Linked DNA regions of Mus musculus: all the other regions are linked to region 2. Evidence: chromatin contacts called from public Hi-C and Micro-C data. All regions are on one chromosome and are shown on one strand. The core of a region is the stretch at or near the end of the contact, and the rest is flanking DNA. Distances in the headings are between cores, read along the strand shown.

Region 1 (4,381 bases), core at 1,124-3,623, 230 kb before region 2:
CTGCTTGCCTCCCCTGGTGAGCCAAGGGCTGACAGAGCAAGTGGCTCATTGATGCTACCCAGTAGCAAGAAAGCATACAGTGCTATATATTTCTAGGCCGAGAAAAGATAAAAATTTCAAGTACAGTTTCTACTGAAAGTATATTACCTTCACACAATGTAAAGACTGGCCATCGTAAGCCACAGGCGACCTATACTGAGATCTGTGAGGGCCTGGCACGGACCCATTGCAATGGAGCCATTCAGTAAATGCCGATTCTTTCTCTTTATCTTCTTCCTTACTTGGGATTTCTGCAAGCAAAGAGGAACCTGTTTAAGGTACTAATCCCAATTCTGACTTTCCACCATCCTAGAGTTCCCCCTAAGGAGCTGATTTTTTTCCTTTCCTCTGTCCTCGCAGTCACCTGCTCTAGAGGATAGGACTCTTGAATCCAGCCCTTTGATTTTACACTGTCTCTGTTGTGTTATTTTTTTCTGAGAGCTTATTTCTATTAAACCCAGATAGAAAAGATATCAACAGACCAAAGAAATAATCCAACCCAAGTCTATCTTGATGGGCCGAGGAGTTTGTTGGGGTCACGTACAGGAGCACAAGGAACTAGGCAGTTTTGCCACTGGAAAGCCCACCCAGCAAGGGGACTAACTAAAAGCTGCACCGCTGGTGCCCTGGTGCAGCACGCAGGCAGCTACATCACTCCAGAAATTGCTTACTGGCCATGTAACTTTAGGGAAGAATCCTGTCTTAGTTCCTTTTTTATTGCTGATCCCAATATCCTGTCTCCATAGCCAAGACAGGTTATACAAGAAACAATTCAGTTCAGGGCGCACATTTCCAGAGGGTAGAGTCCACAGCCATCATGGTGGAGAGCACAGCAGGCAGGCAGGCAGGCAGGCATGGCTGTGGATCAGAGCTTACATCTGGTCAACAAGCATGAGGGAGAGAGAGAGAGAAAGAGAGAGAGAGAGAGAGAGAGAGAAAGAGAGAGAGAGAGAGAGAGAGCGCTGGACTAGTGTGGGCTTTTGAAACTTCGAAGGCCATCTCCATTGACCATTGACACACACACCCCCAACAAGAACACACTTCCTAATCCTCCCCCAAACAGTTCTACCAATGAGGGACCAGCATTCAAATATAAGAGCCTACAGGGACTCTTCATATTCCACTACAATCCGTTCAAACCAGGACAACTTCCCCCAGTGATGGACTGTAAAGTTTAATATGACATAAACCCTTTCTTAACCAAGTGTTTTTTTGGTCATTCTGTTTATCAAGGCAACAGGAAGCATCAGATTAGGAGAGGTGCAGGTGGGTTGGTGGATGTGTCTGGGGAAATGAAGCCAAAGAAAAATAGAAAATGCTGGTTTGGGGTGCAGTGAGCACTGTCTTGAGCACCGTCTCCAAATCCAAGGACTGGATCTCTCTGGTTTGATCTTTGCTTTGGGGGAGAAAAAAAGAAAAAGAAAACAATATGTGGTGCCCACTATGTACTGTAGGTTCATGAAATTTCTCAACACGAAGCAAGGCTCAAAGAGGCGCCGACAGAGAAACCCTGTCTCAAAAAACAAGACGAAACAAAACAAAACAAACAAACAAACAAACAAACAAAACGAAGGTCATTGCATTCAGGCCCTTCTCTAATTTTTACGGTCGGGAAGAAAACAGAAAGCCTCCAGCAAGAGGCAAGAGGAGAAATTAAGAAATAGAAATAGAAAAGCCAGAGAAACAGAAGGCAGAGATATCCAGGGCTGGGGCGTTGGCCTGGGGTTTAAGTCCCTTTGTGGAGGGGATGCTGGCTGCAAAGCTTGCAGATTACACAAATCTGGAGAGGAAAAACCAAGCGGACTTCCTGCAGCCTTGGAGGTTGGGAGTGTGCTGTATTTCCTGAATACCTGACCCAGGTAGCAAACAGAGTTTGGGGCCCGCAGAAAGAATAGGGTTATGCCTCAATTTCTGCTCCTTAGGTTCCCTAAGCCGGTTCGTTTGAGCAGACTGAATAGAGCACACCTGCAGCTTCCAGCGCCCGGCTGACCTGGTGTGGGGTGTGTGTGTGTGTGTGTGTGTGTGTGTGTGTGTGTGTGTGTGTGTGTGTGTGTGTGTGTGTCATCAGTTTGAAGGACACGTCAGCGACCCGCGTAAGAGCTGAGCCAGGAGCTGGAATTCGGATGGATGATCTACTGAGTGAACGAAGAACCTGGGCTTCCTGGGGCGTCAGGTAGGTAAAAAGGCTCGCCCCATACTGAGGAAAGGAGAGGGTCCGGGATGGAGGCGGGGCTCTTGAGGCAGCCCGCCAGTGGCCAAGGGGGCGGGGCGTGGCAGAACACAGCTCCGCCCCCTGCGCGCCGCCTAGCTTGCGGACCAGAGCAGGAGGCGGCAGCCAACCTCGTCGCTGAATGGGCGGGTGGCGTCCCGCTCTGTCCCGCCCGCCGCCGGCCCCCCATCGGCTGCTCCCGCCGCGCCCCGGTCTCCGCCCGCAGCCGCCTGAGCCCGCCGGGCTGTGAATGAAAGGCAGGAGCGGCCAGGACTAGCAGCCAGCGACGCGGCTACGCCGGCCTCCCCAGAGGCGCGCTCCCCGCGGAGATGTACGGTAAGGAGGGCTTGGCGCCCCGGCTCGGGCCCGCAAACTTCCAGACACGGACCTTTGTCCCCCGGAGTGGCCCCCGTCGCAAAAGCGAGAATGCCGACTTGGTGCCAGGCTAGGCTGGTTCAGTCGCCTGTGCGTACGTCTGTGCCGAGAGGACAAAGATGCCTTAGGCCGGGGGACTCTCTGGTCCCCTGAGATCCCTCGGGCAGGCGTGTGCAGGCGCTAGGGGCGGTGGTCCGTCGCCAGGTAGGGACTCTGATGGCTGAGAGGCACCCGGCTTTGGAAAAAGCGAGTATCTTCGGAGCTGAGCCGACAGTGTTGGTGGAGGTGATCGGGTGACAGTATTTGCAGAATTAACAAAGAGGCTTGTGCTTGGGAGTTTGATGCGCGAAAGTGGTCCAGGGTAGGGGAGAGCTGCTCACTGCCAGTCTGCTGCCAGGCTCCTTGGATGTGGGAGGCGGCGCCGGCAGTGCAGGAGCTGGCGAGCGAGCCGGCGCTGGAGGTTCATCTCTCTGAGCTGGGTGGACTTGGCCTCTACCTAACACTGCTGCTAATGGTATTCAGGCTTCCCAACTTCCAGATTGGCCCTATGGAGGGCTGATGGGGAGAGATGCTGCTTCGAGGGTTTCTCCCAATTACGCAGCCACCGCCCCCACGAATGTGTGGCAGCTCCAAGACCCTCACGGTTCAAGGCTCTGCTTGCTCATTTGTCAAGAATTTCTCGGGTTCTACAGGCAGCGTGGATGAGGAAAGCGCTCCTGGGGTCCCACTTTGCAGATCATAAGAGTGGACTAGTCTAGGAATCGGCTCTCTACCAAGGGTACATGTGTGCGTGTATTCCTGTGGACACAGTTTACTAGAGCCCAGGTCTCTGGTAGTTATTCTGAGGCCAGCAGAAGAATTGGAGCCCTGTTCTCCGTCTCCTACTGCAGGGTAGGGGCTCGGGCTGCACCTGAGGAGTGAGTGATCTAGAAGTGCATGTTCCCAATTTAACCCATTTCTAAGGCTGCTGGCTGCCTCTGCGAACAGACCATGAGTCACAAAGTTTGTTAGCACAGAGAGCATGCTGAAAAGAGTCAGCAGTTGGTGAGCCCCCTATTTAGAAGACAAAGACTTAACTTTTTGCCTTGCATCTCCTTCCCAGGTCAGTTGGTTACACAGCCACACTATGATTCTTATAGAGGTGTCAGCAGGTCCTCTCAGCTAGCATTAATTCTCTTGGGTGGAGCAAATGGGGGGAGGGGAGATGTCCTCAGCGGCTGGACCCATAACCAGTGGGGACTCTGAAAGGTGACTGGACTTGGGCTTTGCCTGTTGGGAGGTAGAAAGAGCCATAGACCTCTTTTATTCTGTCTGTGCCCCCCCCCCCACCCCCTTTCTGCAGAGGGAGCAGGCTGAAGCTGCAGATCATTTGACAGAAGCATGTGACTGCAGGGGCACCTGCAGCCGGGAAGGAGTTAGGACAGGCCCATCAGTATGGGCGGGAATTAGCAGCCCCAGGCCACCATATTACATCTAGTAGCTAATGTGGTAACTTACTTAGGGGGTCTGAGAATTAGGGGAGGGGGGTTCTTGGTGTGCTCCTGTTGGAAGAGCTGGCTAAAAGAGAAGGATGTGGAAGTCAGCCTGACTGGGGGCTATTTTCAGATGCACCACAAAATTCCAATTCTCTTTAATAATGTTTTTATTTCCCCAGATGCAAACAGAGCAGGAACTAATCCTAAATGATCCATAGAAAGGCCGTGATGGAGGATCCTCTGGGGAGTTGGCTCCAGCACGGGGGAAAAGCACATTTAGTGC
Region 2 (4,686 bases), core at 1,612-4,111:
CCAAGTGGAGAGGCTTCAGGGAAGCTGTGGTTTCCATCCTCTGCAGTCAGACCTGACAGATCAACACGTCATCTCTCCCCTCTCTGCCAAAGCCCACCCCTGGCAGCCCCTACCTTCTCCATGACCACTACCGTGGAGGGAAAACATACCACTCTAGCCCTATTCTGGGTCTGAAATTCCACCAGGAAAATCAGAGCCATAGAATTTCAAAGTTGGAATGGGCCTGCAAGCTGCATCCAACCCCCACCCCACAGAGGAATCCTGCCTGCAGACACCCTGACAAATGGCCATTGGCGGCCTCTCTTGGGCTCCTCCACTGTGGAAAGCAGACCTTGAGTCTAAAGGGAACACACCTTTCCTCAGGTTAGGCTCCTGGCGAACACCGGAGAGGCTGGGCCAAGTAACAAGAAAAAGTTTGGGCCACCAGGAGCACACGAATCAGGAGCTGCAGATCTGATGGGGGAAGGGTGCAAAGATAAAGCATGGAGGGGGGGGGGGAGGAGTGCGGGGGGGGGGGGGCTCTGAGAGGCAGCAGGGCCTAGAGAAGGAGGCCACAGGGAAGGGGGAGGAAGGTGCCAGACCTATGACATAAGTTGGCTTGGGGGCCCCTACCTGGACACACACACACACACACCACTCTTCGACAGAATTACCTGTCAATAACAGCTCCACAAGGGCCTTAATGGACCCCAGAGGCAGAGGGGACAAGTCAGCTTGCCCCCAAAGCCCACAGGAACTTACACAACCCAACTATCCAAAAGCAAGTGACTGCTCTAACTACCTGCAAATGGCCCCTGTCTGCACAGAGGATAGCCCAAAGAGGGTCTGCCAGGCTGCTGGGCTTTCCAAATCCCACAGGTCAGTCCTAACACCCCAGCAACGCAAGAATAGCTCCCCAGGCTGCAGCTGTCACATCTGCCTGGGAGGGAGGAGGCACAGTGGAGTAGCACCTGATCCCAGAATCCCTGCACAGCCTGCCCAGGAGGAGGTTCAGCCGCTGGCAGCTCAGGGTGAAACATGAAGACTGAACTGTCCCCGGGGATGCTGATGGCAGTCTCTGGGCACTGCAGTGAGGGGCAAGCTGGGTCACTCGGCCGAAGATACTCCTCCCCAAGGCTCCTGTCCCCTCTGGTTTGAGAGGGGGCAGTTATGCAGTCCCTAGCCCGCCCTTCCTCCCCAGCCCTACGCAGGTCAGAACTGCCCAGCTGGGTGCAAGACGCCATCTTAGGTCAAGGTGCAGCCACAGAAGGCTCCCCCTGGGAGCCCGGGAAGGGAGCTCTGAGAACCCAGTGGGAGCCTTCTCTCACCCAGGGTGTCCACACCTACTCAGCTGGCCTTGCAGGAAAAGAGGAGAGGAGGGGATGCAGAGACAGGGGGAGAGCAACTACTGAGTGGGGAGCGAAGGGAGAGGGTGCCCCCAAGAAGGCAGGCTCCAGGAAAGCAAAATGAAGTTTGGCAGCCATAGGGCTGCGGGCCCCGCGAAGAGGGGTTGGGGGAGGCTGGGGGCGGGCCCTGGACGCACGCCAGCTCGGTCCGCGCCAACGAGGGAGGGCAAGACGGCGTGGAGTAGGGAGTCCGGGTGAGGGCAGGACACGGACCGCGGCCGGAGCCGCTCGGAGGCTCGGGTGTCTCCTGAGGTGAGGGCAACATGGGGACTGAGACCCCCGATCCGCAGCCTCGGCGAGGCCTCGTCCTTCACTGTGCAGATGCGAAGCTTTCAAGGACACGTCTACACCGGCCCGGCGGGGGTGCGTGTGAGTGTATGCAAGGGGAGTCTGCCTCAGGGGGCGACCCCGGCATCCCCACCGGAGACATTTCCAGCCTTGCTGCTCCCGCCCCCGCACCTTCTAGTCCCCCGCGGCCCGGCCCGGGGATCCTCGCCCACTCCCGCCCCGCCCCCATACTGCGGCGCCGCCGCCGCCACCACCACCCCGCTCCCACGGCCCGCAGCGGGGGCAGGGAGGAGCCGGGCGCGACGCCCCCCCCTCCACGCCGTTCCGCCTGGCCTCCGCGGGAGCGTGCGCCCCCGAGCGGGCACGCTCCCCACGCGCGCGCCCCTCCCAGGCCCGCCGGCGCCCCGCACCCCCAAGCCACAGGTGGCCGCGGGAAGATCGCGACGCCGCGCTCCCCGGCGCGGGCCCCGGCCGCCCCTGGGCCCTGCCGGGGGCCTCCAGGGTCCCCCCCGCCGCGCGGAGCCTGCAGGCCCGGGGGAGGGGCGGGGCGGGCGCGGGGCCCGGGTCGTGCCAGGCTGCCATTTTCTGCCGTGGCCACGGCGCTCCCCGGCCGCCCGCGCCCCCTCCCCCTCCTCTCCCCTCCCGCCGCCCGATTCCCGGTCCCGTCCGCACTCCGCAGCGCACGGCCGCAGGCCCCGACCGGGCCCCCGGGCGGGGGCAGAGCCCGGAAGGCGGAGGCGGCGGGGCCCTGCGGCAGCGCGCGTCGGGCGGCGCGCAGGCCGGCGGAGGCCCCCCGCGGCATTGTACGGACTTGAACTTGAGCCCGGGCCGGGCGGGGGCGCCGAGGGGCGTCCGCGGCGGAGGCGGCGCGCAGAAGAGGAGCGGCGGGCGAGCGGCGGGGACATAAACAAACCCTCGGCCCGGGCGGTCCGCGCTCTCAGCACCGCGCGCCGAGTTGCGGGGTCCGAGCCGCGCTCCCCACCGCCTTGCTGTGCCCTCCCGCCCGCCCGCCCTCTCAGCTCCCGGGCCGCAGGCCGTGCTGGTTACCGTGTGGCCCGGCGGGTCGGGCGGCCCGGCTCGCCCTGCTGCCGCGGCGCCGCGTCCCGGCTCGTCCTCTGCTCGCGCCGCCGCCCGCGCCGCCTCCCGGCCCGCCCGCTGCCTGCCGCGCTCCCTCCCTCCGTCGCTGTCGCGCTCCCTCTCTCCGCCTCCTCCGCCGGGTCCCCCCCGCCCGCCTCTTCTCTCCGCCTTCCTCCTTCCCTCCCTCCGGCCGCCCGCCGCCCAGGCCTCCGCCCGCCGCTCGCCCCCCGTGGCCGCGCTGGCTCTGGCCCCGGCGCTGCGGAGCCGCCCGGGAGGCAACCCCGGGGGCCCCGGGGCGCCGCGGCGGGAGCTATCCGAGCCGCGGACGGTCCTAGCGCCCCCGGCGGGAGGAGCGGGTTCGGGACCCCGCCGCGCCCCGACTGCGGCGCTCCGGGCCGGGCACCCTGCCGGAGCTGCGATCTCGGCCGCCCTGTGCCCCTCGGGTGGTCCCCCGGCCGCAACCTCCCCACCTTGCGGCGCCCCTCTACCTGGCGCGGCTTCTGCGCTGGGTCCCCGCATCCAGCACTGGTCGTAGGGACAGCTGCCCCTCCTCTCCCGGGCCGGTGTCAAGTGCCTGCCCCCCCCCGTCCCCCCCCCTCGCCGCCCGCGGAGCCCCCGGCGGCCTTCGCCCTGCAGTTCTCCCGACCTCCACCAGAGCCCACTGCGCTTTGCGCGCCTCAGCACTGGGGCTGGGGACAGCAGCGCCTGCTCAGCCGCGTCGCCACCCACAGCCAGGTGCCGCGGTGGCCAGACGGCTGCACAGGGCCAAGGTCGGAGCGCCTGGCGCCTCGAGGCCATCCTAGAGCATCGAGCACCGCCACGGAGTGGGCTCCCTAGAAGGCAGTAAGCTTTCCGTACCTTGAGGTGTCCAAAAAGAGTTGGATGCCCTCAGGTGGGCTCTGGAAAGATCTGAAGAGGTGGAAGGTTGAACTAAATGACATTGAAGGCCTGCCTCTTCCAGCTGCAAGATTCTCTGCAGACGGGCACTAGACCTGGCTCCCTCAGTGTGGGGGTGCTCTCAGGGCTCCGGGTCTGTAGTGCTCACCTCTCCAGCTACCATCACTGGAGCTTGGCACTGAATCCCCTGACTCCCAGCCTCCTTGTCAGGCTCCTCCCTCCTGTCACTGGACAGCACCATCCATCCAGCCCTTCAGTGCCCCAGTGTCCTGAGTTGCATCTCCCACACCCACGGCACACTTATTTGCAGACCCTCAATGCTGAAGCAGGTTCCCATAGAACACGCCCCACCTAGAACACTTCACCCCATTTGAGGATCAAAGGGACAGTTGCCTAATTCATTGAAATACAGAACCACCCTTTCCTATTTGCAGGGCACATTTACACTTCAGTCTTCCCTACCCCAAAGCAACTGTCCTGACCTTTCCTAATAGCACTCAATATCGCACCCCCACCCTCCACTACTGGTGTTCATTTCTGCCACCCATAGTCTTTCACCTGGCCAGTTCTTAGGACTCGTCATGCCCTGTGAGGACAAGGACACCGTTTGCCTTCAATACAGCTCAGCACCTGTACATGCTACGTCCTCATAAATGTTGGTTGAATGACTGTATGAACTGCAGGCTTCCTGTATCCAAATCCATAGCCCTCCAAATGATGCTCCCAGCTTGACTAAGGACAAGACCATTTTAGAGAAAGGCCTCGACTTCAAGAGTTATATGGCACTACCTCTAAAGAGTAGCCACCAGCCACCAAACACTTCCATCTGTCGAGTGACTTGTACTGCTCCAACTTTTCAGTGAAGAAACCCATGCTTGGACTGGGGATGGAACTTGGTGGGAGAGCATTTGCCTGGTAACCTCCAAGTCTTGGGTTCAGGATTTAACACCACAAACAAAAAGCTCACCATGAGGCTGGAGAGACTGGCTCAGCAGTCCAAAGCACTGGCTGCTATTCCAGAGGACCTGGGTGTAGTTCT
Region 3 (4,919 bases), core at 2,062-4,561, 170 kb before region 2:
AACTGGGAACCCACAAGGAGGAGCAGGCGCCGAGCCTCTGAGAGCACTCAAGCCTCTAGACCTTGACCTGGGCTCCTCTCCTGGCTGTAGAGATGCTCAGGGTGCAGGCATGCCTCCGCCTTTTTCCTTACAGGATCCGCATGTCAGGCATCAAAGGCCTGCAAGGGGTAGTGAGGAAGACAGTGAATGACGAGCTGCAGGCCAACATCTGGGACCCACAGCACATGGACAAGATCGTCCCGTCGCTGCTTTTCAATCTGCAGCACGTGGAAGAGGCAGAGAGGTGAGTGGGAGTGGGGTTCAGCTGTCAGAGCATTGCCTCACACCCAGGCTCCTGGAACACACCTAGCTTGGACAGGAAGGTAAAGGCAGCTACAAGGCCAGGAATCTTGGCTTTGTGGCTTGTTTCCCGATGAGTGGATCCTTTGGTCTGTCTTCTGCCAGCCTCTGAGCCCCTTCAGATGAGACAGCAAGAGTGGTATGGCTCAGGGCTGCCTGAGTATACAGGTAAGCTGGTCAGGACACAAGGGGACGAGAGACAGATTGTGCCAGCTAAGGAGGCTTGAAATGCCTGTTGTGGTTCTAAATGCTAAAGACTTTCCCTTGGGACTTCCCCAGCTCACTTCATGATGCCAGTTCAGACCTTAAAACATGACTGACCAGCCACAGCTACTCAAGAATTGCAGACACTGGATTTTAATCTTAGATCCTCAAAAAGATCAGACTCATCCAGTCCCCTGACCCTTACTTTCCCAGGTAGAATGGGATAGGGAGAAAGGTTCCTGTTGCTGTCCTACCTTGCTTTTGGACTTAGATGCTCAGTAAAATTGCACTTAGTTGGGTCTGGGCAGTTAAACTAGCAGAGGAAAGTAAGTGTGCCCCCTGGTGGCTATTTCTGATATAACAGCTCACCGATCTGCTTTGCTCTTAGAAGAGTTCTGTTTAGAGGTTCACTCAGATTTGCATACCATTAAGTCACCCCCTAGCCAATCACCATATGCCTCTTTCCTCTTTTCAGTTCTCACCCACCTCTTCCTGAACCTTTAGATATGTCTAGACCCTCCCAGAGACAATCCAGTCCACCCTGAAGTGTTTCTCCACAAACAACTCTGTTGTCTCCTCCAATCTTCTACTGCCAGATCCCGTACCCTGGTTAATCGCTGGCAGTCAAGACTACTCTATGACCTGCTGCAGCTTATTTCCAATTCCTGCTTGTTCTGAGCAGAAACCTAGGGCTATACAGTCCTAGCTCCCAGCTTTGAACCCCATCCTTTATCCACTTGGCTCTGTATTCACAGCCGGTCTCCCTCGCCCCTCCAAGCACCAGAGAAGGAAAAGGAGAACCCAGCAGAACTGGCTGAGAGGTGCCTGAGGGAGCTCCTGGGCCGGGCGGCCTTCGGCAATATCAAGAACGCCATCAAGCCCGTTCTTATGTGAGTTGAGTGTTGCTCTCCACCCAGGAAATGCTCTACTCCCTGGTGATGGTTTCAAGGCTTTTCTTGCAGGCTGTCCCAGCCGCCCTCCCCCATCTCCCCAGGTGAAAATAGAGGTGATGGCCTTGCAGACTTGCTACGGCCAAGTCAATCCTTTGCTGGTTCATACAGCTAGACTACCACGCAGTGGTCACCTGTGGTTTGTGCTGATTAAGAGGAGGGTAGCAAAAACTGAACAAAGGTGCTTTTTGTGTCAAGCTATAGAGCCTGTACTGTAAGCCCTTCCTTGATAGGAAACTGCCAGGGGATCTCTGGAAGTGTCGCTGTCCCTCCAAGTTCATCTCTACTCCCTCCCTCCCTCCCTCCCTCCCTCCCTCCCTCCCTCCCTCCCTCCCTCCCTCCCTCTGAGTTTCCTAGTCACCCTCCTTCCCCCATGTTTTCTCCTCACAGCCACCTGGATAACCACTCTCTTTGGGAACCCAAAGTGTTTGCCACCCGTTGCTTTAAAATCATCATGTACTCAATTCAGGTATGGTTTGTCCCTGTTCAAGCTTGGGCACAAGGGCACTTCCTGGTGCTGGACAATGCACAAAGCAGAAAGCCAGGTGTCCTCTGACTCCCCCCCCCCCCCCCAGAGACCCCCAGCTGCCACAGATCATGCTGTATCATCCGGCTGGGAAGGAATTGCAAGGAGTTCTCTGTTTAATGTTTCCTATATCCTAGGCCAACATTTATTTTATTTTTATGAAATACAATGGAAAATAATTCCTAGAGAAAATTAAATCTCAAAGAAGACAAGCCACCTGCATTCCCTGAGCGCCCCCGTTACTGCGGGTGTACTTTCCTTCTGGCCCACATCTTAGCAGCAGTGTTATCAGACAGATCTTGAATTGGCACTGGGCTGGCTCCCAGCCACACTTTGAGCTGCACTGAGATGAACCACGTGGCCTCTCATGGGCCTTGCCAGTAAAACCTGGGGACAGGGAGAAATGAAAGACAATATTTTGAAATAGATTGCTGGCCGCCTTTGAAGTAAAGGAATTCAGGGAAAATGTGCAAACACAGATTCCCTGGGATTTGGCTCCGTTTTTGTGGGGGTTGGGGTGGGGTGCTGCAAGAAAGAGAGCGAGGTCTGGGTGCCACCTGCAGTGCCCACTGGCTGTGGGATGTCATTTTGGTTCACCCTGAGCCTCTGGGTTCCAGCAGAGGGCTACCGGGCCGGGGGGCAGGGGGGGGGGTGTTGTTGTTTGGGGACCAGCACGTCTTCCTCCTCCACAGCCGCAGCACTCCCACCTGGTTATCCAGCAGCTCCTGAGCCACCTGGACGCCAACAGCCGCAGCGCGGCGACTGTGCGCGCCGGCATCGTGGAAGTCCTATCGGAAGCTGCAATTATCGCTGCCACGGGCTCTGTCGGTAAGGGGGTCCGGAGCAAAAGGCAAGGGGCGTGGGGTGGGGGGGTGTGTGCAGGCGTTAGATTTAGAGCCGATTGGCTGCGCGGGCCTGGGCTTACGGGAGAGCAGGAGGGATTCCTGTCATGATTTGTGGGTCCCTCCCCCTTGGCGCCCAGGGCCCACGGTACTGGAGATGTTCAACACCCTGCTGCGGCAGCTGCGGCTCAGCATCGACTACGCGCTAACTGGGAGCTACGACGGCGCTGTGAGCCTGGGCTCCAAGATCATCAAGGAGCATGAGGAGTGCATGTTCCAGGAGGCCGTCATCAAAACTATCGGTGGGGAAATGGGTGGGTCTGGGAGGGGCCATTGAGGCTTGAGGGATCGACTCCAGGGGAGGAGTTGTCAACGATCTGGAGGCGGGGCTAAGGAGGCAGAGCCTGTGAAACGGGGCCTAGGACGTGGTAGTGGAGATAGATCTGGGCGAGGCTTGGAAAGGGGCGGAGTCTGGGGAAGGAACTTAGTAAAGGGAAGGACCCAGTGAGGCTTGGAGAAGGGAGGGACCTGATAAGATTTGAAGAGGAATGAGGCTGTGGGGAGAGGTTGCCAGAGACCTAGTTCTCTGGCCTGAGACAGGCAGGGCCTAAGGGTTAAGACTAGGGCTGTACTGAAAGGAGAGACCCTGGCAAAGCTTGGAGAGGGGAAGAGCTCTAGAGGAGGAGTTAGCTGGGGCCTAGGAAAAGGAGTTAGAAGAGCAAGGAATCTTGGGAGGATGAGGTGGAACCAGGACTAGAGAGAGATGATCCTTGTGGGAGAACCAGGCCTCCGCCATAGCATCTGCTGTATGATTACCTAGCACTGTGTTATTTAGGGACACTGGGGGAAATGGCAGCCAGCTAATGACACATAATGATCTGGGCAAAGACACCAGATCAGTCTGGGTTTCTCAGCCTGGCTCTCCTGCAAAGGCAGACTTCCTGTGTCTCCATCCTCATTAGGCATGCCTAGTGCTTCCAGGTGGGCCCGCAGTAGGGGAGGTGGGACTAAGGCATAAAAAAAAAAAAAAAAAAAAAAAGACAGGAAGGAAGCAACGGAGACTGTTTGTGCCCTGGATGTGGAGAAACATGGAACAGGGTCTCCTCCCTCTCAGAGGTCCTTGTGCCTATGCCATGGTCTCATCAGCCGTGAAACCACTGAGCTGCCCTATCCCCCAGGAAGAAGCCCAGATGACAGTAACAAGGGAAGAGCTGGCATCTGGAAGGGCCCTCTGGAGTCCCTCTTGCTCCCTCCTCGGGAGACAGGGTCAAAGCAGCCTGCCTAGGCAGATCTCTCTGGGCTGCCCCAGCCCTGGGCACTAGGGAGCCTCACTCTCTCCATTCAGCTGCTGCTGAGCCCAGGGGACCTCTCACGCTCCCTCCTCTCCTCACAGGCTCCTTTGCCAGCACACTGCCGACCTACCAGCGCTCAGAGGTGATCCTCTTCATCATGAGCAAAGTCCCGCTGCCTTCTGTGCATCACCCCGTAGAGACCGGACGGACGGGGTCAGTCCACTGCTTCTTCCCAGCCCACCCTCTCTGGCTCCTGGTTTTCACCCTGACTTCTGTGGCTCTGCTTTCTTCTCTTGGCTCAAAAACAGAGGGGTCATAGGTCCCGTGGCAATTTTTCAGCCTCCCCCCCCCCCCCCAGTTAGGGAAATCATGGGTCCACCAACAAGCCTCCTGGTGAGAACACTCAGGAGTGGGGGGTGCAGCCGAGCACTCTATTGCCATCCTGCTGAGACCATGTCTCTGGCCTACAGGGAGAATAGGAACCGGCTGACCCAGATCATGTTGCTGAAGTCCCTCCTTCAGGTAAGCCCCCCTATCCTGTCCCTGCTCTGCCTCTGTGGTCACAACTTCTTTCAGGTAACCAAGGTAGTTGTGTTCCATGCTGCACAGATATGTCCAGCTATTAAAGGGGTAAGTGAAAGGCTGAAACCCAACCTGAGCCCCATTCAGTTGTTCAGAGCAAGGTGGGAACGTAATGCTTCCCTTTGTTAATAATGGTGGCTTTGTGTGCCCACTGGTAGCCTTGTCACTAAGACCATGTGGGTCT

Evidence for each region. A called contact is a pair of places that touch in the nucleus more often than the background predicts.
Region 1: a contact with region 2 is called in a Micro-C map of embryonic stem cells, with 5 times the contacts expected there. The contact joins the promoter of Efr3b here to the promoter of Dnmt3a in region 2. A contact is called at or near these places in 1 of 484 Hi-C or Micro-C datasets (embryonic stem cells), 4 of 115 datasets of contacts at active chromatin or transcription factors (all in embryonic stem cells) and 2 of 9 other capture datasets (adipose tissue and pancreatic islet).
Region 3: a contact with region 2 is called in a Hi-C map of the N1E-115 cell line, with 4 times the contacts expected there. The contact joins the enhancer-like site here to the promoter of Dnmt3a in region 2. A contact is called at or near these places in 2 of 484 Hi-C or Micro-C datasets (the N1E-115 cell line and embryonic stem cells), 4 of 115 datasets of contacts at active chromatin or transcription factors (the SCID.adh cell line and embryonic stem cells) and 3 of 9 other capture datasets (adipose tissue, liver and pancreatic islet).

Annotation. Positions count from the first base shown.
Region 1 is chr12:4,036,907-4,041,287 of GRCm38.p6, reverse strand. It overlaps Efr3b (EFR3 homolog B), which reads left to right and starts at 2,373. Exons shown (of 23, transcript NM_001082483.1): 1 at 2,373-2,584. The coding sequence starts at 2,578.
Region 2 is chr12:3,805,155-3,809,840 of GRCm38.p6, reverse strand. Dnmt3a (DNA methyltransferase 3A) reads right to left here and starts at 2,861. Exons shown (of 23, transcript NM_007872.4): 1 at 2,721-2,861.
Region 3 is chr12:3,979,898-3,984,816 of GRCm38.p6, reverse strand. It overlaps Efr3b (EFR3 homolog B), which reads left to right. Exons shown (of 23, transcript NM_001082483.1): 6 at 134-283; 7 at 1,299-1,433; 8 at 1,884-1,962; 9 at 2,712-2,847; 10 at 3,002-3,163; 11 at 4,255-4,366; 12 at 4,624-4,675. Among named protein-coding and RNA genes, the nearest start is that of Pomc, 27 kb to the right of the region's middle. Within about 2 kb of position 3,311, at least 259 of the 459 cell types and tissues checked have an H3K27ac peak or open chromatin away from gene starts, as enhancers often do. A contact at or near this core is called in the N1E-115 cell line, the SCID.adh cell line, adipose tissue and 1 more, where this site is marked.